7 separate regions of the Mus musculus genome follow, and all the other regions are linked to region 1. Evidence: chromatin contacts called from public Micro-C and promoter capture Hi-C data. All regions are on one chromosome and are shown on one strand. The core of a region is the stretch at or near the end of the contact, and the rest is flanking DNA. Distances in the headings are between cores, read along the strand shown. Region 1 holds the start of Cog6 (component of oligomeric golgi complex 6). Region 2 holds the start of Rfxap (regulatory factor X-associated protein). Region 3 holds the start of Noct (nocturnin). Region 4 holds the start of 4930577N17Rik (RIKEN cDNA 4930577N17 gene). Region 5 holds the start of Exosc8 (exosome component 8). Region 6 holds the start of Elf2 (E74-like factor 2). Region 7 holds the start of Naa15 (N(alpha)-acetyltransferase 15, NatA auxiliary subunit).

The links. Promoter capture Hi-C pulls out the DNA fragments that hold promoters and counts their contacts. A called contact is a pair of places that touch in the nucleus more often than the background predicts.
Region 2: a contact with region 1 is called in a promoter capture Hi-C map of pre-B cells, with 3 times the contacts expected there. The contact joins the promoter of Rfxap here to the promoter of Cog6 in region 1. A contact is called at or near these places in 3 of 39 promoter capture datasets (erythroid cells, liver and pre-B cells) and 1 of 115 datasets of contacts at active chromatin or transcription factors (astrocytes).
Region 3: a contact with region 1 is called in a promoter capture Hi-C map of pre-B cells. The contact joins the promoter of Noct here to the promoter of Cog6 in region 1. A contact is called at or near these places in 3 of 39 promoter capture datasets (the C10 cell line, neutrophils and pre-B cells) and 1 of 9 other capture datasets (liver).
Region 4: a promoter capture Hi-C map of pre-B cells shows a contact between it and region 1, with 5 times the contacts expected there. The contact joins the promoter of 4930577N17Rik here to the promoter of Cog6 in region 1. A contact is called at or near these places in 3 of 39 promoter capture datasets (the 3T3-L1 cell line, liver and pre-B cells).
Region 5: a contact with region 1 is called in a promoter capture Hi-C map of liver, with 2.8 times the contacts expected there. The contact joins the promoter of Exosc8 here to the promoter of Cog6 in region 1. A contact is called at or near these places in 6 of 39 promoter capture datasets (the 3T3-L1 cell line, embryonic stem cells, hematopoietic stem and progenitor cells and 3 more), 1 of 115 datasets of contacts at active chromatin or transcription factors (embryonic forebrain) and 1 of 9 other capture datasets (liver).
Region 6: a Micro-C map of palatal mesenchyme shows a contact between it and region 1, with 3 times the contacts expected there. The contact joins the promoter of Elf2 here to the promoter of Cog6 in region 1.
Region 7: a promoter capture Hi-C map of pre-B cells shows a contact between it and region 1, with 9 times the contacts expected there. The contact joins the promoter of Naa15 here to the promoter of Cog6 in region 1. A contact is called at or near these places in 8 of 39 promoter capture datasets (the 3T3-L1 cell line, 3T3-L1-derived adipocytes, the C10 cell line and 5 more), 1 of 484 Hi-C or Micro-C datasets (CD8 T cells), 4 of 115 datasets of contacts at active chromatin or transcription factors (double positive thymocytes, embryonic forebrain, neural tube and 1 more) and 2 of 9 other capture datasets (adipose tissue and liver).

What each region holds. Positions count from the first base shown.
Region 1 is chr3:53,015,918-53,018,622 of GRCm38.p6, reverse strand. It overlaps Cog6 (component of oligomeric golgi complex 6), which reads left to right and starts at 1,400. Exons shown (of 19, transcript NM_026225.3): 1 at 1,400-1,577. The coding sequence starts at 1,425.
Region 2 is chr3:54,806,406-54,809,110 of GRCm38.p6, reverse strand. Rfxap (regulatory factor X-associated protein) reads left to right here and starts at 1,320. Exons shown (of 3, transcript NM_133231.2): 1 at 1,320-1,912. The coding sequence starts at 1,436.
Region 3 is chr3:51,223,090-51,225,794 of GRCm38.p6, reverse strand. It overlaps Noct (nocturnin), which reads right to left and starts at 1,348. Exons shown (of 3, transcript NM_009834.2): 1 at 508-1,348. The coding sequence starts at 691.
Region 4 is chr3:51,275,380-51,278,084 of GRCm38.p6, reverse strand. 4930577N17Rik (RIKEN cDNA 4930577N17 gene) reads right to left here and starts at 1,324. Exons shown (of 1, transcript NR_073429.1): 1 at 1-1,324. The region is part of intron 4 of Elf2 (E74-like factor 2); the gene reads left to right.
Region 5 is chr3:54,734,041-54,736,745 of GRCm38.p6, reverse strand. It overlaps Exosc8 (exosome component 8), which reads left to right and starts at 1,382. Exons shown (of 11, transcript NM_027148.3): 1 at 1,382-1,738; 2 at 2,414-2,450; 3 at 2,580-2,643. The coding sequence starts at 1,722. It overlaps Alg5 (asparagine-linked glycosylation 5 (dolichyl-phosphate beta-glucosyltransferase)), which reads right to left and starts at 1,207. Exons shown (of 10, transcript NM_025442.3): 1 at 1,097-1,207. The coding sequence starts at 1,162.
Region 6 is chr3:51,339,297-51,342,001 of GRCm38.p6, reverse strand. It overlaps Elf2 (E74-like factor 2), which reads left to right and starts at 1,358. Exons shown (of 10, transcript NM_023502.2): 1 at 1,358-1,588.
Region 7 is chr3:51,414,637-51,417,341 of GRCm38.p6, reverse strand. It overlaps Naa15 (N(alpha)-acetyltransferase 15, NatA auxiliary subunit), which reads right to left and starts at 1,326. Exons shown (of 20, transcript NM_053089.3): 1 at 966-1,326. The coding sequence starts at 1,019. LOC108168868 (a long non-coding RNA gene) reads right to left here and starts at 959. Exons shown (of 2, transcript XR_001783830.2): 1 at 568-959.

The DNA of each region.
Region 1 (2,705 bases), core at 151-2,650:
CCAGCTCATCCCTCCAATCTATCAGATGAGGTTAGTAGCACAAACATGTCCATCCATGAACACAGAAAGGGACCCCAGCAGAACCCAGGGCCATTGGTGCCTTGACTCTGGACCTCTCATCCTCCAGAACAATCAGAAATAAATTTCTATTGTTTGTAAGCTACCAAGTATAGAGCATTTTGCTGTAGTAGCTGAAAAGGATTAAAGAAGATTGCAGGAATTAGTATATAGAGATTTGAAATTTTGGGTGCCTGTGCCCAGTAACATGTTATGGCGAGAGAGTTGCTACCACAGAGCAACTGCCAATAAATAAGACTAGCTCGATAATGTGAATCTGAACTTGCAGGTGTAATAAAAAAGATCAGTTAACACTATCACAGTATGGCCATTATTGATAATTGTCACCGTGTTTTGTAAATCAAAAAGTGATATCGCAGGCTGAAGAGATGGCTCTGTGGTTAAGAGCACAGCTGCTCTTGTGTAAGACCTAGGTTCAGTTCTTAGGACCCCGGATTGGAACCATCATAACCCCAGCTCTAGGGGGACATGACGCCCTTTCTGGCCTCCACTGGGACTGCATGTATACAGTGCACATCCATGCATGCATGCATACACACATACACACATGCATACAGGAGAAACACTTTCTTGCCCACTGCTTTCCAGCTACACTGCCTTTGGTCAGTTTGTGAGAATGCAAAGTTCCTTGTTTCTGGGCCTTTACATGTAGGCTTTCTCCTATTTGGAGATTTCTCACAGCTCTAGGTCTCTTTTAAATCTGAAATTAAAGGCCAGGTCCTTCCAAGCCTTCTTGAGTAACCACTTTGGCCTGCATTTCATTTCTTTCCTCTGTCTCTTCATTGCCTTCTGTTTACTGTCTTGTTTATTATTTATGTCAGTGCACACCAGCAGCCCTGGCAAATACTCTAGCTTCGATTGATGCTTTTCAGAATGATGAATTCAGATAAACGAAATTTAATTGCAATCAGTTCTGTTGATCATGCATGCATGCCAGCTACTGGTTTCGGCATATTTTACATATACTTTACATTATTACTTTACATATTTTACATTATTACTTTGGCTTTTTTTTTCAAGATTCAGATTCCTGAAGTCTCTTTTACAACCTCCAACCTCTTTTTTTTGTTGTTGTTGTTGTTGGGTTTTTTTTGTTTGTTTGTTTTTTTTTTTTTTTTTTTTTTAGTTTTTCGAGACAGGGGTTTCTCTGTATAGCCCTGGCTGTCCTGGAACTCACTTTGTAGACAACCTCCAATCTCTTCTGAGCGTGTCCTCGCCTCCCAGGATTTTAAAGTAAACCGGGCAGGTAGAGCGTCTCGGATCGCGGTGCGCATGCGCGGCCAGGTGTGCGCATGCGCGAGTGAGTGCACAAGCGCAGTGCTTCCGTTACGCCGGGTCTGTCAGCGATGGCTGACGCCAGCGGGGAGGTGGCTGCGGTCCCCGCCTCCGGGGCCGCCAATGGCTTCAGTAATGGGGCAGGTGCGACCCCCGCGCAGCCCAACAATCCGCTGTCGCGTAAGCTGCACAAGATCCTGGAGACACGGCTAGAAAATGACAAGGTAACCGGAGGGGGCGGGGCGGACCCCTGGTCTCGGGCAGAAGCTGCTGCTGTCCTAGGCGTAGGGAAGCGCTTTTTGGGGTAGCTGTGCCCTGCCCTTGCGCTCTTGCTGTGTCCTTTACTTGAACTCCTTCCCGCACGCCCTCCCCTTAACCGTCTAGAGCAGTACTTCGCGGCTCTTATCAGAGCTGGCTGTCTCCCCTGCAGCTTTGAGTAGCCAGGTATAGCCGTGCCTACGTGGCACAAAAGAATACAGTAAGGTGGGAGCCGTAAAGACGTGGGTAAAGATAGAAGTAAGTAAAAATAAGCTGTCAACAAGAATTTGACTCCTGTGTGTCAAAAACAGAACATTAACATGCTGAGTTATAAATAAAGCCCTGGGCTAGATAGGGTTGTGACATGCTACCAAAAGCCATACTGAGTAGGACAGCTTGGGATGACAAGCCCAGTGTTAGCATCAAGAAGAAACTACAAAGCGCTTCTCAAAGCGGACCTTAGGTCCACAAAACAGCGAGAAAAAACAAAACAAAACAAAAACGTCATGGTCGCTGATTTGAGAAATTTGCTGCGGGTCTGATGAATAAAACTTTCTGAATCCCTGTGAACCACAGTACTTCAAACCCTGCTGCAAGGACTGGTCAACATAGTAGACCCGTTTCTCCAGCACTCCCAACTGCCAGGCACACAAGCCACTCTTTGCAATTTGAGTGAATCGAGCTATAAAGTTTTGCCTGCATTTATCTGACTTTGGCTCTCACTTCTTCAAGCATCTTGACAACTTTGTGCAGGAAAAAACACGTTCACAAACAACTGGAAGCTCCCTAAGAGTTCACAGAATCCAGAACTCATTGGCAAAAATGTGTCCATTGTAAAGGTTTCTGTTTTAATTAATAAAGGTGTTTGAGCTATTGATTTATAATTGGCATACTAAAATCAGTTTCTTTTGCACCAAACCAGTATAAATGTACATATTTTTATCTCATGATACTTGGTGCTATAACTTTCTACACTTTGACAATTCACTTACAGTCTCTCAGAACATATACTACATAAAGAATTGCCTTCTCAGAAATGGAGGAGGAATGGAGGGAGGGGAGAGGGGCTGTGAGGAGAGTAGGGGAGGGGAAAC
Region 2 (2,705 bases), core at 71-2,570, 1.8 Mb before region 1:
GTACCACATAGTGGCTCACAACCATCCGTAAGGAGATCTGACTCCCTCTTCTGGAGTGTCTGAGGACAGCTACAGTGTACTTGCATATAATAAATAAATAAACAAACAAATAAAGAATTCAAACAAAGGCTGGGCGTGGTGGCGCACGCCTTTAATCCCAGCACTGGGAAGGCAGAGGCAGGTGGATTTCTGAGTGGATTTCTGAGTTCGAGGCCAGCCTGGTCTACAGAGTGAGTTCCAGCACAGCCAGGGCTATACAGAGAAACCCTGTCTGTCTCAAAAAAACAAAAACAAACAAAAAAGAAAGAAAAGAATTCAAACAAACGTAATAAAAATAAGTAATAACAATAATAATAACCTAATAATCCTATTGAAATGGGCGATGTAGTTGGTTCACAAAGGAAAGCATGCAAAGACCAACAGGTGTATGTAATATACATCCCTAATCCTGAAGAACAGTGTTATCTATCTCATCCCAGATGAAACGGTTATTATCAGAGATAAGATATCTATCGAGCACTGGCGGGGGTTGGGGGAATACGGGAAAAGGGACCTCTCCTACACTGCTAGTGTGAACGCCAACCCGAGCACCCACTATGGAAGACAGAGAGCAGCTTGTGGGGAAAATAAAAACAGAACTGTCACATGAGTCAACAATCTCATTACTGGGAATGTCAGAAAAGGCAGGAGCGTCCGCACTGGGTAGAAACCCTAAGGCGAACCAGAGCTTGTGAGCAAGCTTTCCTCCATGTCCCCATGGGACTTGACTGGGATGCATTAGCCAAATAAACCGTTTCCTCCTCGAGTTGTTTCAAACTCCTCTTCAGGCCTCTCGGGAACCTAATCTATCCAGAGACGTTCCAGGAGAGACGCGTTTTGAACCCGTCAGGGAGGATGGGTCCAGGCAGAAAGTGTCTCCTGGCCGTCCTCCAGTCTCCATTCTCCAGTCTTTCCAACTGGTGAGCGCCAGGCGAGCGGAGGACAGCTGCGCATGCGCAATCGGGACTTCTGTCAGCCGCTCCGCCCCGCCTGGAAGGAGACAGGGTTTCTCTGTGTAGCCCTGGCTGTCCTGGAACTCACTTTGTAGACCAGGCTGGCCTCGAACTCAGAAATTTGCCTGCCTCTGCCTCCCGAGTGCTGGGATTAAAGGCATGCGCCACCACGACCGGCTGTCAGCCGGGTTCTTGGTCAGCCTGCACCTAGGAATCGCTTGCGGATGGCCGCCGCGCAGGCGCAGTCGGTTCTGTCTCGCACCTGCTCAACCCCGCCCCTCTCGCCGTTCCCAAGCAGAGGCTCGCGGACCGCTACGGCGCACGCGCAGTGCAGTGCTGGCGGTTCGGCTCCGGGACGTGCGGCGGGCTGCCGCTTGTCGAGTACGGTTGTGTTTCTCAAGAGCTGACGGGCCGCGGTGGCGGACCCGGGCTCGGGCGGCAGCACGGAGGCGCAGGCTGTGCCCGAGGGCTCGGGGCCGAGCACCGCCAGTCCCCGGACGGCCCCTCCGGTGACGGTGCTGGTGATGCGGCAGGACGAGGCCGAGGCGGACGGCGCTCTGAGGCCGGGCCTGGCGGGGAGTGAGGCGGCGGCAGACGCCGAGGACGAGGCGGGGGACGACGACGCCGACCTGCTGGACACATCGGACCCGGCGGGCGGCGGCGAGAGTGCGGCCAGCCCGGAGGAGCTGGAGGACGAGGACGCGGAGGGTGGCGGCGCAGCGCGCAGGCGAGGCTCCAAGACCTGCACGTACGAGGGCTGCCGCGAGACCACCAGCCAGGTGGCCAAGCAGCGCAAGCCCTGGATGTGCAAGAAGCACCGCAACAAGATGTACAAGGACAAGTACAAGAAGAAGAAGAGCGACCAGGCACTGGGCTCTGGCGGCCCGTCCGCGGCCAGCACAGGCAACGTCAAACTGGAGGTATGCTTGCTCCTCGGGGCCCCGGGGCCAGGGCAGATGGGTGCCAACCTACTTGGTACACACTCAGGGTCTCCCCAAGGGCTCATCCTCTGCTCCAGCTGACATGGGCACTTTGGAGGTGATCTACACCTCTCCTTAGTAAACCCTTCCCAGTGTCTACCCCGAGGCATCCGGCACATTGACACACCCTGTTGGTTTTCTGTAACTTTGGTGACTTTGTTTTTTTTTCTTAGACTCCCTGGCCCCTGAGAAAAGTTGGATTGACAGTGGGGTAGTAACTTACAGCACACATGGGCGTTGCTCGGTTGCTTGATTCAAGTCAAGCTTGGAAGAGAGACGCCAGTGCCCTGCAATTGGGCTTCTGCTGCTAGCTGTCTGTATTTAGGTCCATTATTCATCTCCCTTAAGTCTCGGCTCCCTCGTCTTTTGCCCTTAAGATAATGCCCAATTAGTGTTTCTTCGGATTTATTTTGGTTAGGTGAAAATTATAAGTGGTGTGCATTTCAGCTCAGACCCAGCAAAGTCCACCTAAGTATTAGAGCTGTTTAAAAAACAAAACAAAACCCGTAAAAAGTAGAAAGACTCCTTACCACAGAAGTTCCTTTTGAAGGGGAACTTCTAACATTTGTGGAAGTTTGGCCTAGATGACTCAAAATTATTGCTACTATAAACGTCTGATTTTTGTGGTATTAGCATTATCCTACCTACACAGTGCAAGGCCTGGAGTTGTGAAGACATAAGGTTCTCTACAGTCAAGTCAGCTATAGCATTCCATGTACTGTGTATGTAAAGG
Region 3 (2,705 bases), core at 99-2,598, 1.8 Mb after region 1:
GTAGTTTGTGACCGTCGCAATCTGCTTTTAGGCAGAAAGGAGACACTTAAAAAACACAAGATGATGTACAGAACTGACTTCATGAAAGGTTGATTTACCAGGGATTTAAGACGAAGTGGAAGACTCCCCCCCTTCCAAAACATAAATAAATTAATGAGCGTAACGAGTTAACATGTGCTATTACTACCAGGGCTTTGAGAAGATTCAGAGCCTGTAGGCCCTGCAAACCCAAGATCATGCCATTTTTAGATATTTTTTCCCCTTCATGAGGATGTCCACAAGCCGTCTGCAACCAAAGCGTTACCGCCCTGCATCGGGGGGTGGGGGTGAGGGGTAAAGCAAAACGTTAGCGACTGGGGTCACTGTGGCCACCGGGGATTCAGGGGGATCAGACACGAACGCGGAAAGCGAGGCCCCCTGAGCGGCGTTCCCTCCCTCCCGACGCGACGCCGGGGTGAACGCAGGGGACCAGCCCGCGGCGCCCATTCATTCCGCGCTCCCGCTCACCTGTTCGGGGACGCGACCTCGCGGCGCCCGAGGCCGCCGCCGCCTGCAGTTGCGGGGACTTGGGCCGAGATCCGAGCACCGGCGGGGCGAGCGTTCGGCGCGGGCCGGGCACGAGTGTGCGGCGCAGGCCGGGGGCGTCCCTGAGCAGCAGGGCCGAGCAGAGCCGCCGCGGGCTCTGATACATGCCGGGCGCCGCCGCGCTGACGAGCCGGGCCGAGCTGGGCGGGCGACGGTGGGGTGGGGGTGGCGCGGGACCGCTGCGCTGCGGGGTGTTCCTTCCTCCTCGTCCCTCGGCGCCGACCGGGCGAGCTGTGCCGGGAGGCAGACGCGGCGGCGGCAGCAGCGGCGGCTCACTGAGGCGAGGGAGCTAGCGCCGGGGAGCAACCGGCGAGCGGCGGCGGAGCGGGCGCTACCACGCGGTGGCTGCAGAGGGGGGGATCCGCGCGCACGACCAGGGCGCAGTCAGACCCGGACAGCTCCGGCCGAGAATGGACCGTCTGGATCAGTGACAGCGACTGTAGATCTCCCACGGGGCGGAGGCTGGGGGCTGGCTGACACCGCGGGGATTCGTTAGAGAGGCGTTCCGGGAGCCTCTGTCCCCTCCCGCCGGCTGCAATGGGAGCGTCCACAGGCTGGGAATCCCGGGTTGGTGCCAGCGCTGAGTGTGTGCGAGCGCGTGTCTGGGAGAACGTCCTCCCCGAGCTGTGGGCTCCACGCTCCGCGGTGCTGAAGGAGATTAGGCACCAGGACGCGCTGGCTACTTGTGTGGCGGCTGCGACAAGCATCCGCCCCTCAGGCACGAGAGGCGGAAACGGACTGCAGGGCGTTGAGCGTCAGTCCTGCCAGAAGGTCTGGTGGAATTGGCCTTGGAGCTAGCTGGGCCCTGATTGGAGGGCTGGAAGTCACACCTGGGAGACAGCACTGTAGTTATGGAAAATGAAGGCTAAGGGAATTGGGGAGGGGGGGGGGAAACAAAACAAAACAACCCCCCCCAACCCAAAACAACTGCTTGGGATGGGCCAGACGTAATTTGGACTGTTACCGAATTTAAAGCATTATCCATCCAATAAACCACTGAAAAAGCCAAATTGAAAGTGGAAAGCAGGTGCGGCGGTGAGGGCGACCGCCTTTAATCTCAGCACTGGGGCAGGGGCCCGGATCTTCAACATGGTCTGGAGAGATCCGGCCGGCCAGAGCTACACAGTGAAGCTCTGTCTCAAAATAAAAACAAAGAAACAGAAAAACACCAAACAAACAAAACCCTCAAAACAACAACAAGAATACAAACGAACAAAACTGAAAAAAGGAGATGTACTTAATATGCCCACATGGGGTAGAAGGACGAAGAGTTAACCTCTCTCTGGGATCCCAAAATGAGATTAAAGTTCAAATAGAAGGCCAGGGGTATGCACATCTCAGCAGTCCGGGTCAAAGCGATCTGACTAGATAGAACTGTGTGAATTCCCGCTTCCTGAAAGAATTCCCCCTCAAGCAAAGGCCTTTTCCTTTTCCCAGCAGGAGTTTCCTGAAGGAAATTCCCATTTCTTGGGGGGTCCATTGTTTCAATAGTCTGAGAGTCAGATGCACACACCCACATTCTCTTGAGAAAACCCTTATTTTTGTCAGCTCTGTTGCAGGGATGCTAGGATATGGTCAGAGCTGTGTTTTAATCGGATGCCATATGTTCCAGGAAAATGCTGGAGATGTTGCTCAGTGGTGGAGCACTTACACAGCACTTGAGAGGCCCAAGACTCACATTCTCACCTAAGGGGGTATGGAGAGGGAAGGGGTGGGGGGAGGCGGAGAGGGAAGCAGGAGAGAATGAGTTGAAGAAATACCTCAGGTAGGTTGTGTAAGGAGTGACTAACCCTAACCGGGAATGGAAAAGAAACTTTGAATGAGTATCGTCACCAAGGATTCAAAATGCTTTCCAGACCTGGCCTAAAACATCTAACACCCACAGGATACGGATGAATCAGCTGACAAGCCGATGACAGCATCGGGGCCAGGAACTCCTTAGCTGGTCATTATTAGCGTCTGAGGCTCAGTTTTCTTATCTGTACAGCAATCAATCGCCCATGAGTCATTAGGCAAGGCAAAGGGTCATAAGAAGGTAGCAAGTGCTTTGCAGATAGAACAAAATACAGCAGTTGGTTTACAGTTTAGGTAATGGATCTATGGATGCTGACTCCCTCCCT
Region 4 (2,705 bases), core at 75-2,574, 1.7 Mb after region 1:
ACGAATACGTTCATTTGTCCAAGTCAAGCAAATACAAGAGAGGGCACACGAATTTCATGACCAGCAAACCCAGCGACTCCAGTCTCCCCGAGGCTGCCGGGCGGCTCTTTTCTGTTTACTAATTACCTGTCTAGTGTACTCTGACTTCTGTCGAGAAGACAGGACCAAGTCAGTTTTTGAAGTAGTTGGAGACTCCTGACTTCCTTAGTGATGCTTCTAGAATATTTTCTAGGTACAAGTTTTTTAAAGTGCAGTTCTTTCGACTGAACTGATTGTATGTTGCATAAGCGCCGGGAAGGCCAACCCAAGTTAAAAAGCCACCTCCGTGTACAGCTGCGGGACTAGGTATGAGGTCTTTTCTAGGAAGAAAAATTTGATTCATGGCTCTTTTCCAGAGGGGACATTTGCAGACTTCGCTTCCGCAGAACGTGAAGCGCGCCTCTTCCTGCCGAGGCGAGGCCCGCGTCCCCGAGGGCGGCCTGCGGCTCCCCAGCCTCAGGTGTCCGTGCGGCCGCCGGCTGCCGGCGCCCGGGACTGACTTCCTGTCTGGGCGCGGGGCGGAAGGATCGCGTTGCCAGCCGGGGCCGCCGCCGCCCCTGCCGTTAGGTGGTGGGGCTGCTGAGCCCGGCGGCGGGAGGCGGGCCGGCCGCCGCTTCCTGTCGGAGGACGCGCAAGGATCCGGGCGTCGGAGTGTGTGCGAGTGCGTGAGTGTGTGCCGCCCGCACGGCGTGTGTCTCCGGCCGCGGGTTCCGCCTTCTCCCCTGTCGCCGCCGCTCAGGGTGTAAGTCAATGTGAAGCAGCAGTTCCAGCCCCGGGATAAACATGGCGACGTCTCTGCATGAGGGACCCACGAACCAGCTGGATCTGCTCATCCGGGCCGGTAAGCACAGGGGAACTTTTCTCCCGTGCATCGGTGCAGCGGGCGAGGGGGCGCCCGGCGGGCGGGGAGCGTCCCCCGGGGCGGTCAGCGCCCCGGGTCCGGTGTCCGTCTCCGGCAGCCGGGCGGCCGCGGAGAGGGGGGAGTGAATGAAGTAATGGAGGCGACAAATCAGGAAGTGATCACCTTGGAGAGTAACCTGCCTCGGATCCGGGCTGTCGCTCCGGGGAGAGCGGCGGCGGCGGCGGCGCAGCAGCGGCAGCGGCAGGGGCCGGGCGCGGAGCCGCGGCTAAGTTGGGGAGTCGGCGCGGGCGAGTTGCGCGCTTCGCCCCAGTTGCCGGGGAACCAGGAAGTGAGCGGAGCTGTTGTCCCCGCCGCCTGCCACGCTGTCCGGCCGAGAGGGCCGCCCCTGCCCGCGGCCGGGGGCGCTGGCCGCCCGCCGCCCTCGCCTCTCACTTCCTATAGCCGCCACTTCCGCATGGACGCCGCGGCCCCCCCGGGCGCTACCCGCCAAAACGCGCCCGCCCGGCCTCCCGCCTCGTCCCTCCCGGAGCGGCGCCCGAGTAACGGTCCCGAGGCCACTTCCCGGTGCCGAGTGGGACGCCGCCGACCCGGCACCTCCCCGCCGCGGCTAACGGCGGCCGTGGGGGAACCGGGCTGCTGCCCTTCCTTCCCTCGTGGGGCGGGTGACTGAGGGTGGACGGGAAGGACACCGGGTGTATTCCGCGCAGCCGGCCCGGGGCTGCGGGACAGCGGAGGGGGACGTTTATTTTGGTCCACAGTAAGATGAAAGCGGGGAGCGGGGCGGGCGGGAGGGCGTCCTGGCCCCGGGGAAGTCTCGGCTCGGCATTGCCCCCTTTCCCCTCCCCCAAACCTCCCACCATAGCGGAAGCGCCTGGGAGAGGACAGAACGCGCGCGATTGACAGGCCCGAGGTTCCAATCTGCGCCCTGAGCTGTTCCAAATAAGAACGTTGATTTCTGGGGGCGGGACCACGGGCCCGAGCCGGGCCAATGAAGATTGGGCGGGAGTGAAGCTGACAATGTACGCATGGAATTGGAGGGAAGAGGAGTGTAAACACGGAAGTGGCCGCGGGGGTGGGGGATGTGCTGCGCCACTGCTGCAGCGGAAGGGCACGGACTTAAGTTACATAGAAAAAGCAGCTTTACTTGCTAGCAGACAGCGCAGCGAGGGCCTCGGGTCGATGTGGCACTGCTCGAACACTGTTGCTTACCGAAATTATAAGCGCATGCGGTCCCTCCTCTGGTTCTGTTTCACATCTCCATCGATGTCGGATTGGAAGATGAGAAATTGTAACCAAACGGTAGTGCTGTAAAAGATCAGAACAGTCTTTTTGCACCTATTGTTTTTAGGGATCTTGAAATTGGTAGTTTGGTGGACAAAGCAGTTCGGTTTGGAGGAAAAATTATGTTTATCTCTAAATTTAACGGAACTTTAAATATAAATAAAATCTGGACTGATAGAACTGCATGTGCTATATAACAATAACGCTGAATAGTGTGTTTTGGCTGAGGCATATTTTACACATTTCAAAAGTAGGGAAATCACAATTTATTGAGCAGCGTTTAAATGCCTTTTTGAATAGGAACTTTTACTGAAGGAGAGGAACATAATGGAACTTGGGTCCTTGTTAAAGTCAGTCCATTGATCAGTATGAATTAGTGTACAGTTTTATGTTGGGTTAGTGGTGTTTTGAGTGTCGAGTGTGTATAGTTAAAGAGATACTGTTTGGGGCAGGAGAGATGCTCCTCGGTTAAGACCACTTGTTGCTCTTGCAGAGTTGCTCTTGCAGAGGTCTTGGGTTCAGT
Region 5 (2,705 bases), core at 133-2,632, 1.7 Mb before region 1:
TAAATTTATTTTCAAAAGTGGGCGGAGGCCGAGCATGGTGGCGCACGCCTTTAATCCCAGCACTCGGGAGGCAGGCGGATTTCTGAGTTCGAGGCCAGCCTGGTCTACAAAGTGAGTTCCAGGATAGCCAGAGTTATACAGAGAAACCCTGTCTCAAAAAAAAAAAAAAAAAAAAAAAAAAAAAGTGGGCGGAGAGAAAGAATGCCAACAGGCAGATGGAAAGTAGGCTTCAAGATGCAACGCACTGCACACCAAGTGCAACATGCTTGCAGTAAAATAAAGGGTACCTCTACTCGTTCAAGCCAGTGGGATCTAGTACAGTCCACACAGCCTCATCGTGCACACACAGTCAGCTAAGTCTGTATAAAGGATTCAAAGTAAAGTGGCCACAACCCGGAACGTGGCCAACAAAGTTCAGATTTGTTCCAAGCCTTTAAAGAAGGCATTTTAGTGAGAGAGGGCGCCTGGCTTCACCGGACACACAGCGACAGTCATCTGGCTACACCACTCCAAGACTGTGCATGTGCACATGTACATTGGCTAGGTGGCAGAGGCCTTTCTGGCCACCTGTCTCAATACAGGCAAGCTTTTCAGAATCTGCTTTCTGAATGAGTTACAGGCTCCTTTTCAAACTATGTGGCAGAGTTTAGTTGGCAAATATGTCCTCTTCTACATAATCAGAAGGGGTCTGCCACGTTTCTACAGGAATGGCAAAGAAAACGCTAAGGTGCCTGATTCTCAAGCAAAAAAACCCAAAACAAAACAAAAAGACCCCTGGCCAAAATGAATAGAACGCCGTCTGGGCCTATCTTTTGCTGACCCATCGTCCCTAGCCTTATGGATCGGCCGCTCTTTCCAGCTGCAGTGCATATGGGAGCCCCAGGAAGAAGACTGGGGAGTGGCGTGGAGGGGTGACAGGCGGGGGTTCAGAAGCAGGAGCCCCGAAAAGCTGGGCGGAGGCTCTGGGCACTCAAATAGGGTTCCAAAGGGGAACAAAGGTTCAAAGGATTTCAGGGAATCTGAGGCCAAGGGAGCCAAGCACGCGAGGGAAGCGCGGAAGGGACACCCGGAGCACCGGACTCCACCACGGTCTCACCAGAATGAGCGCGGCAGCCGCCAGCGCCACGCCGAGCCCCAGCAGCTGCAGTAGCAGCGTAGCCATCCCGCAGCTCCACACTTGCGGAAGCGCGGTGCGGCGCCGCGCCCCGCCCCAGCCGGCCCCGCAGGAGAGGCCGGCCTAGCCCTCGCCCGCCGCCCGCAGCGCCCCCGCCTGGCCGTGCCCCGCCACGGCAGGAAAGCCGAGGCCTCCCCGCAGCGCCCCCGCGCGGCTCCGCCGAGGACTGCAGGCCGGTCACCGAGTGCGGCAAGTCAAAGCCCTGGACCTGTGCACTGGCTTCACCCCTCGCGCCGTGCAGAGCAGCCATCTAAGGATGCCCGGCGCCGTGGAGGGTTTTAGGGTCACCCCCTTTTCATCTCGTGCGCCTGCGTGTGTGTGGGAGTGTGTTCGTGCACAAGCGCGCGGGCCCGTGGGACCCCGCGAGATTGGCGACTAGCGGGACGCTCGGGGTGGCCGGAGCTGGCGTTAATGCCTCGGGCGCAGGAACACGGTAGCTGCACTTCCCTAACCCAGGATCCCTCCGAGTGCCCTGGGCTGGAGGCACGCCTGGCGACCGGAGGGCGCAGGCGCGGAGGGCTGCGCAGGCGCAGAGCGGGCCGGAAAAATGGCGGCTGGGTTCAAGTGAGTGGCGGCGCGCGCAAAGAGGGCCCGGGTGCGGGTGTGGCGCGCGGCGGCGGGTGGGGGCCCCCCCGAGGACTCGCGGGGCCGCGGGAGGGCTCTGCCCACTCGAGGCGCTGAGGGACACTGCATCCAGGACGGCCCGGACCTCTTAGCCGAGGGCCACGCCGCTCTCCACGCAGGGCCGCCCTCGGAAGGGACTGGGAAAGCGTTGGGCGCGCTCTGGTTAAACCCGGAGCCGCCCACGCGTGCAGCCTGCAAACTCGCGTCTGCGGTGCGTGCACCGTACCTACCTGCAGTCACTTGTGGCCGCGGGTCGGCGAGGAGGCCAAACGTATGTACAATACACTCTTCCGTGGTAAAGTTGTGGATGCTGGCGAGTGTGGTTTATAACGGCGCGAAGTCACGCTAAGGTCCCTGCTTCAGAGCACGAGTGATGTGACTGACACCCAGGTTGACCCTCTTCTGGGTGTGCCAAGGGCCTCTGTTCCTCCTGACTATGGCACAGTTAAGGTCACCGCTGGAAACCGGTTGCTGCTGTGTGGCTTTTATAAATACGGGCCACACAGTTTCAAACGCCTGAGCCTGTCGAGATCACGCCTCAGACACCACACTCTCAAGTTCTGGGTTTCTGCTTTAGGACGCACTGACTGAGACACGTTTTAAACATTGTTTCAGAACTGTGGAGCCGCTGGAGTATTACAGGAGATTTCTGGTGAGTGAAGGTGGTTTTGTACGTTAGAGCTGTGGGTAAAAACACCAAGCTTCGGTTCATTTAAATGAATGAGGCTTAATGCTGCGTACCCGAAATACATCTATGACCCGTTTCCTTATAAACATTTAGAAGGAAAACTGCCGTCCTGATGGAAGAGAACTTGGTGAATTCAGAGCCACAACTGTCAACATAGGTGAAGATAAACTTCCTTTTAGTTGGGTGGGACATCCTTGGTGTCACGTAGTTTTTCAGCCA
Region 6 (2,705 bases), core at 109-2,608, 1.7 Mb after region 1:
GATCGGCCCCCGCGCGCACCGGGACAACCGATGCTCTTTGTTAAAGAAACAAATACATTCCGCGGCGGCGGGGAATGGTGGTGGTGCTTGGGGGAAGAGACCTAGCATGCATAACTGCGCCTAAGAAAGACCATTAGCGAGCCGCTGCAAACGCAGGACATCCCGGGCACCGTGTCATTGGCTTTTGTGCCCTGGAAGGCGCGTGAGAGTGCCCTGCTCAGAGGCTCCCCTTTGTGTGAAAGTGTGCAAACCAGAAGCCTGCAGCTCCCGCTGGCTTCGCCCCTTTTTTTTCCCCAATTCGTGGACACTTGGAACAAGATACTCTTCCTCCACACACACGCGCTCCTTCACCCTGGCTCTGAAGATCTCGGGACTTGAGTTACTTCTCGGAGGCGGACGGGACTAGAAGCGACAAAGACTGGGGCGGGCGGTCGCGGCTCCCCGGGACCCCCCCGAACGGGGGCCGCCCGCCGCGCTCCGCAGCTGCGCGCTGGGCCGCCCGCCCGCCGGCCACCGCGGGCACCAACCGCCGCGCAGCCGGGCCGTTGGGCGGTGGTAATTTCTGGGAACGGGGCGGGGTCCGGGGTGGACGAGCTGGGAGGCGGAGCGGGCGGCGCCCCGGGCCGCGAAACGGGCGGGGCGGGGCGCCACGTGCGTCAGTGGCCGGGTGGGGCGGGCCGCGCGCTCCTGCCCGCCAGCGCCGCCACCATCCGCGGAGCCCGGGAGACGCGCGGGGACTCTGAACACCCGGGCTGACAAGAGTTTTATTTTGCAATCGCTCACTTCCCTAATGCTTAATCTACGAGTGCAGAGCGGTCCCTGGAGGTCTTGGGAGGGGAGTCCGGAGTTGGAAGGGGGGTGATGAGGGGTGACAGCAAAGACCTGAGAGTGGCCCAAGAGGTGCGCGTGTCGTCCCGGCCGGGCTGCAGGTGCACGCGCGGCCCCGCCGTCCCCACGCGCTGGTCCCGCGTCCGCAGCGCAGTGCAGCGCGCGACGTGGGGGAGTGGGGAAGCCCCGGGGACGCGGAGCGGGACGAGTGGCGAGCGTCTCCACCTGAGCAGGCGGGTTCGGGCGAAGTTGGGCGCTGAGAAGAGGGCGGGATTCGAGAGCGCAGGAGGCGGGCTGCGGGGGGCCCGAGGGCGGTGGGGAGTATAAATAGCCGGCCCGGTTTGACAGGCGCTGCGGTGACTGGCGGTGTCGCCTCCCCCGGCGGCGCGCGGGGAGGGAGGAGCGCGCGGAGCGGCCGGGTGGGGGAGGCGGACTCCAGTGTCCTGGTGGCGGCGGCAGGAGGCCGAGGGGGAGGAGCCGAGGCGGGTGCGGAGGGCGGGGGCCGGCCGCAGCTTCCCCGCGCCCGGCTGTGTCGCCGCCGTCGCCTCGGCGGTTGGGGGGGATCTGTAGGGTGGCGCGCGCGGGGGGCGCAGCGCGGTTTTGTCTCGTCCTGTGGTGCGGAGCGGCTCGCGCGGTGGCCAGGGGAGGCCCCCTCGGCTTCCCGCAGGACGCCGGGCCAACGGCGGGCGGCTGCGGCGTCTCGGCCGGTCTGCGGCCCTGAGGGAAGGGCAAGGGACTCGGCGACGTGGAGGGAGAGCAGGTAAGAGCGCGGGGACGGCGGAGGCCGGCGGGAGCGAGCGGGAGGGAGAGGGAGGGCGCGGCGAGCCAGCCCGGCCGTCCCGAGTGTCGCCTCCTCCCGGGCGCCCCCGCCCCGCGCCTGTGTTGTTTGCTCGGGCGGCGGCGGAGGGGCTTTCCGGAGGCTGGGGCGGTGACACCGGCGGAGCTGGGGGCAGGGCGGGAGCCCGCACCGGAGCGGCCCGGGGCAACGGTCGTGGCGCCGAGGGACCGCGGCGCGCGCTGTTTACCTCGCGGCGCCAGTCATCGCGCGGCGGCCGGGCTGCCGGGGCAGCGCGTCCCGGGCGGCAGTTTCCGTCGCCGTCGGGCCTGCTCCCCGCCGCCGGGGCGGGCACGACAGGTTGTACTCCGCCGTTCTTTTATTCTCACTCTCCGCCGGCCCTCCGTCGCCGCCTTCTCCTGGTTCCCCGGGGAGCCAGGCTGCGATCACTATCTGTGTTTGCAACAAAACAACAAAAAAACCCTGGGGCTCTTGGAAGCGCCTAGGTCCAGAGTCTCCTCCGGGGTCCTCCGCCGGCGGTGCTGGCCCTTAGGGCATCTCGCGGAGAGTGTCGTGGGCGCCCCGCGCGCCTCGGTACCGATTCTGCCTCAGCGGCGCTGCGCGCGGCGGCCGGACCCACTCAAGACTTTAGTGGGACATTTTTACTCTGTCAGCAAAGGACGGAAAAATAACCCACGGACCAACTTGGTGGACTGTCCTTATGGGAACCACGTTCTCAGCTGTATACCCTTTCTTTAAGTTCTTAGTACTCTATCAATAAGATGGGGGACGCGTCATTGTAACCCTGGAACATCTTTCTCGTGTTCATGACATTACTCTGTGGTTTATGCTTTAATCCGACAGTGAGAAAGTATAATAAAAACTGCGCCTCTGAGCTCAAGACTTTTGTTTTTGTTTTTTTCTCCAAGTCTCAGTTGAGAGGCAAACTGCTCACTTTCTCTAGTGGACAATGTCCATCCGGGCCCTACTGAGATAAGATTGTATATTTGTGGGTTACAGTTTCTTTAGAGTGTTGAATGACTTCGTATGAGACTGGGAACTGTTGAATTATGTTTAAAGGGATTTAGGAATAAGATTTATA
Region 7 (2,705 bases), core at 77-2,576, 1.6 Mb after region 1:
AGCCGATAAAGCAGGGCATAGTTTACAATGTAAACAGATTCAAGCCCATACCCCCGCAAGTTATCACTGCGTGTATTTTTATGCAAACCGCAAACATCTGAAGCACAGGGGATGAGTTTGAGATAGCGTCAACAAGATCCATCTTAGAAGACACTTCTATTATCTCCTGCTAAGTTTTTGCACCGCTATTTTTAAAACTTCAGAGTAAGGGGTGGAGGGGGAGTCTGTACTGAAACTTCCTACCGGACCGCCCCTAGAAATGAGTCCCACCTCCCGGAGAAGGGTGTCGGGGTGGGGCCGTTTTGCTCTCCAACTAACAAACAAATGCTGCGTTTCCCACTCCCAAAAAAAGAGGCCGAGGGGCTGCAGGATCAAGTATGCAAGTGCCTGGATGGAGGTGACAGAGTAGCCTCCGCTTCTACAAGAGTCCATTCTTTCGAGTCCAACAGTGACCCCCGGCCGGGCGGGGACCGGTGAATCCCAGATGGGGAGGAAGAGGGAGGGACGGGGCCGGAGAGGGAGAAGTGCTTTCAAGCAATGAATGAGTCCCTGCCTCGGCCACACCACCTGTTCCTTCCGAGGGTGCCACCCCGACCAGCCGGCAGAATCCCTGTCCGGAGCGGGGCCGCGACTCCCGGCCCGTGCGGCCCGCTGCCCCGCTCAAGGCCAGGCTGCTCCTCCCTTCGCTCTAGGAGGGTAAACGGCAGCCGAGCCGTGCGGATGCCGGGGAGTCGGGGCCTAGTCCGGAACCGAGGCCTCGAAGCCCGCGGGCCGCGGCGCGCGGACGGAGGTGGGGGCGCTCCCGGGGCGAGACGAGAGCTGAGAGTGCGCCCCGCCAGCCAGCACAGCCGAGGTGGGGTCCCCGCGGGGTGGCCGGGTGCCCGCTCGCCCGCCCGGGCTCGGGGCTGACAGGCCCGGCTCCCAGCGAAACCATCCCCGGTGCCCGCTCGCCGCCTCACACTCACCAAGATCCGCTTGAAGAGCGCGTTCTCCTTGGGCGGGAGGCTCACGGCCGGCATGGTTCCGGCTCCTCCCGCGGCTCCCGCCACCGCCCGGCTCGCTCAGTCCGTTTGTCCGCCCGCCGCCGCCACTGCCGTTCCCGAGCTCACTTCAGCCTTGAAGCCTTCACTCCGCCGCCACTAGGCCTCCGGGGTCGCCGCGCCCGCCCTGTCCTGACACTCCCTTCGCCTCTTTTTTTTTTTCTTTTCTTTTTTTTCTCTCTCTCTCTCTCTCTCCTCCTTTTCCCCCTTTCTCACTTAACGCCGCCGCCACCTCCCCCCTCCCGGGTCTCCGTCGGCGGTTCACGTGGTAACTGAAAAGACCGACAGAGGCAGCCAAAATGGCGGACTCGGAGGGCTTTCCCACCCGGGTCACACCTCCCAACGCGCAGGCGCGGTGACCCGCTCTTCCCCACCCTCGATGCACCGGAGCCTGCCGGGAACGCGGAGGCCGGGCCGGCCTGCGGAGCCGCGGATTTCAGAGTTGGCTCTGCCGGTCCTGCCAGTGCCGTGTGCCTGGGAGGGCCGCCAATGACGCTTCCGCCGCCGCCGCCTCCTCTCTGGAAACAGACTTTCTGCCCCTTCTCGCTAGACCGGCCTGCCTTTCTCTCGGTGGGGTAGACTCACCCAGATGGTGTCATCATAGCTTGAGTATCAAGTGCCAAAATGGAGATGTTTTAAGAAGAGGTATAATGGTTCTAGGCCCAAGTGCCTGTATTGTGTACAGAAGGGAGCGAAGGGTAATTTGTGAACCGATCCGAAAAAGAGGGCTTAATCATCTTGAAAAGCCTCTAAGAGCTTGACCTATGAAATGGGCCCCGGCTGGCTAGGGTATCAGTGATTTTTGTTGACTATTGCTAGAGATAGCCAGGAAAGGTGTTGGCCAGATCCGAAGTGACATACTTATACTGCCAAAGGAGCCTCTGAAGGTTGAGGTATATTTATTTCATTGCTGAAGTCATATAATGCGAGGTTGAGGAACTGGCTGTGTGAGTCACCTTAATGTGGTGGAGTTGAGGGCCGAGACTCCTGGAGTTGGCTTCTAATTCATGCTTAGGGTTGTATCTGTTGAACTGCCTGTTAACAGAAATCCTCAATCCTTAGAGGCCAGACTCCACTGAGCAAGGTCAGGCCTGAGAGAGAAGAGGATCCAGACGTTTCATTACAGTTAACAATAAAACTTTACAAAATGGCAAGCCATTGAGTCACAAGAGCCATTTTACCCTTGATTATCTCATGTGGACCTTCTAGTAATCTGTGCATCCTGAGTCATAAAGATGTGCAGCAGTTTAGCTCCTTTAGGTCTGTTTTTGTTTGTTTTGTTTTGAGACAGGATTTCCCAGTGTTTCCCTGGCTATCCTGGAATTCGATCTCTTAAAAACCAAAAAGGGAGCAAGCTTAGAGCAGGCAAATCCTGGGGTATCCTTGAACACTAATCTCTCTAAAGATTTAGGAAAATTAAGTTGGTGAGATGGTTCAGTGGATTAAGGCACTTACTTTGCAAGCCTGACAGCCTGAATTTGACCCCTGAACTCACATGAAGATGGAAAAAGAGAAAAGGCTCCAAAGAGTTGTTCTCTAACCTCCATGTTGGCACACATAAATAACAAGTGAATTCTGGGCTGGAGAGGGAGTTCATAGGGGAAATGACCTGTTACTCTTGCAGAGAACCTAGGCTGGGTCCCAGCACCTCTGAAGAGGCCAGGT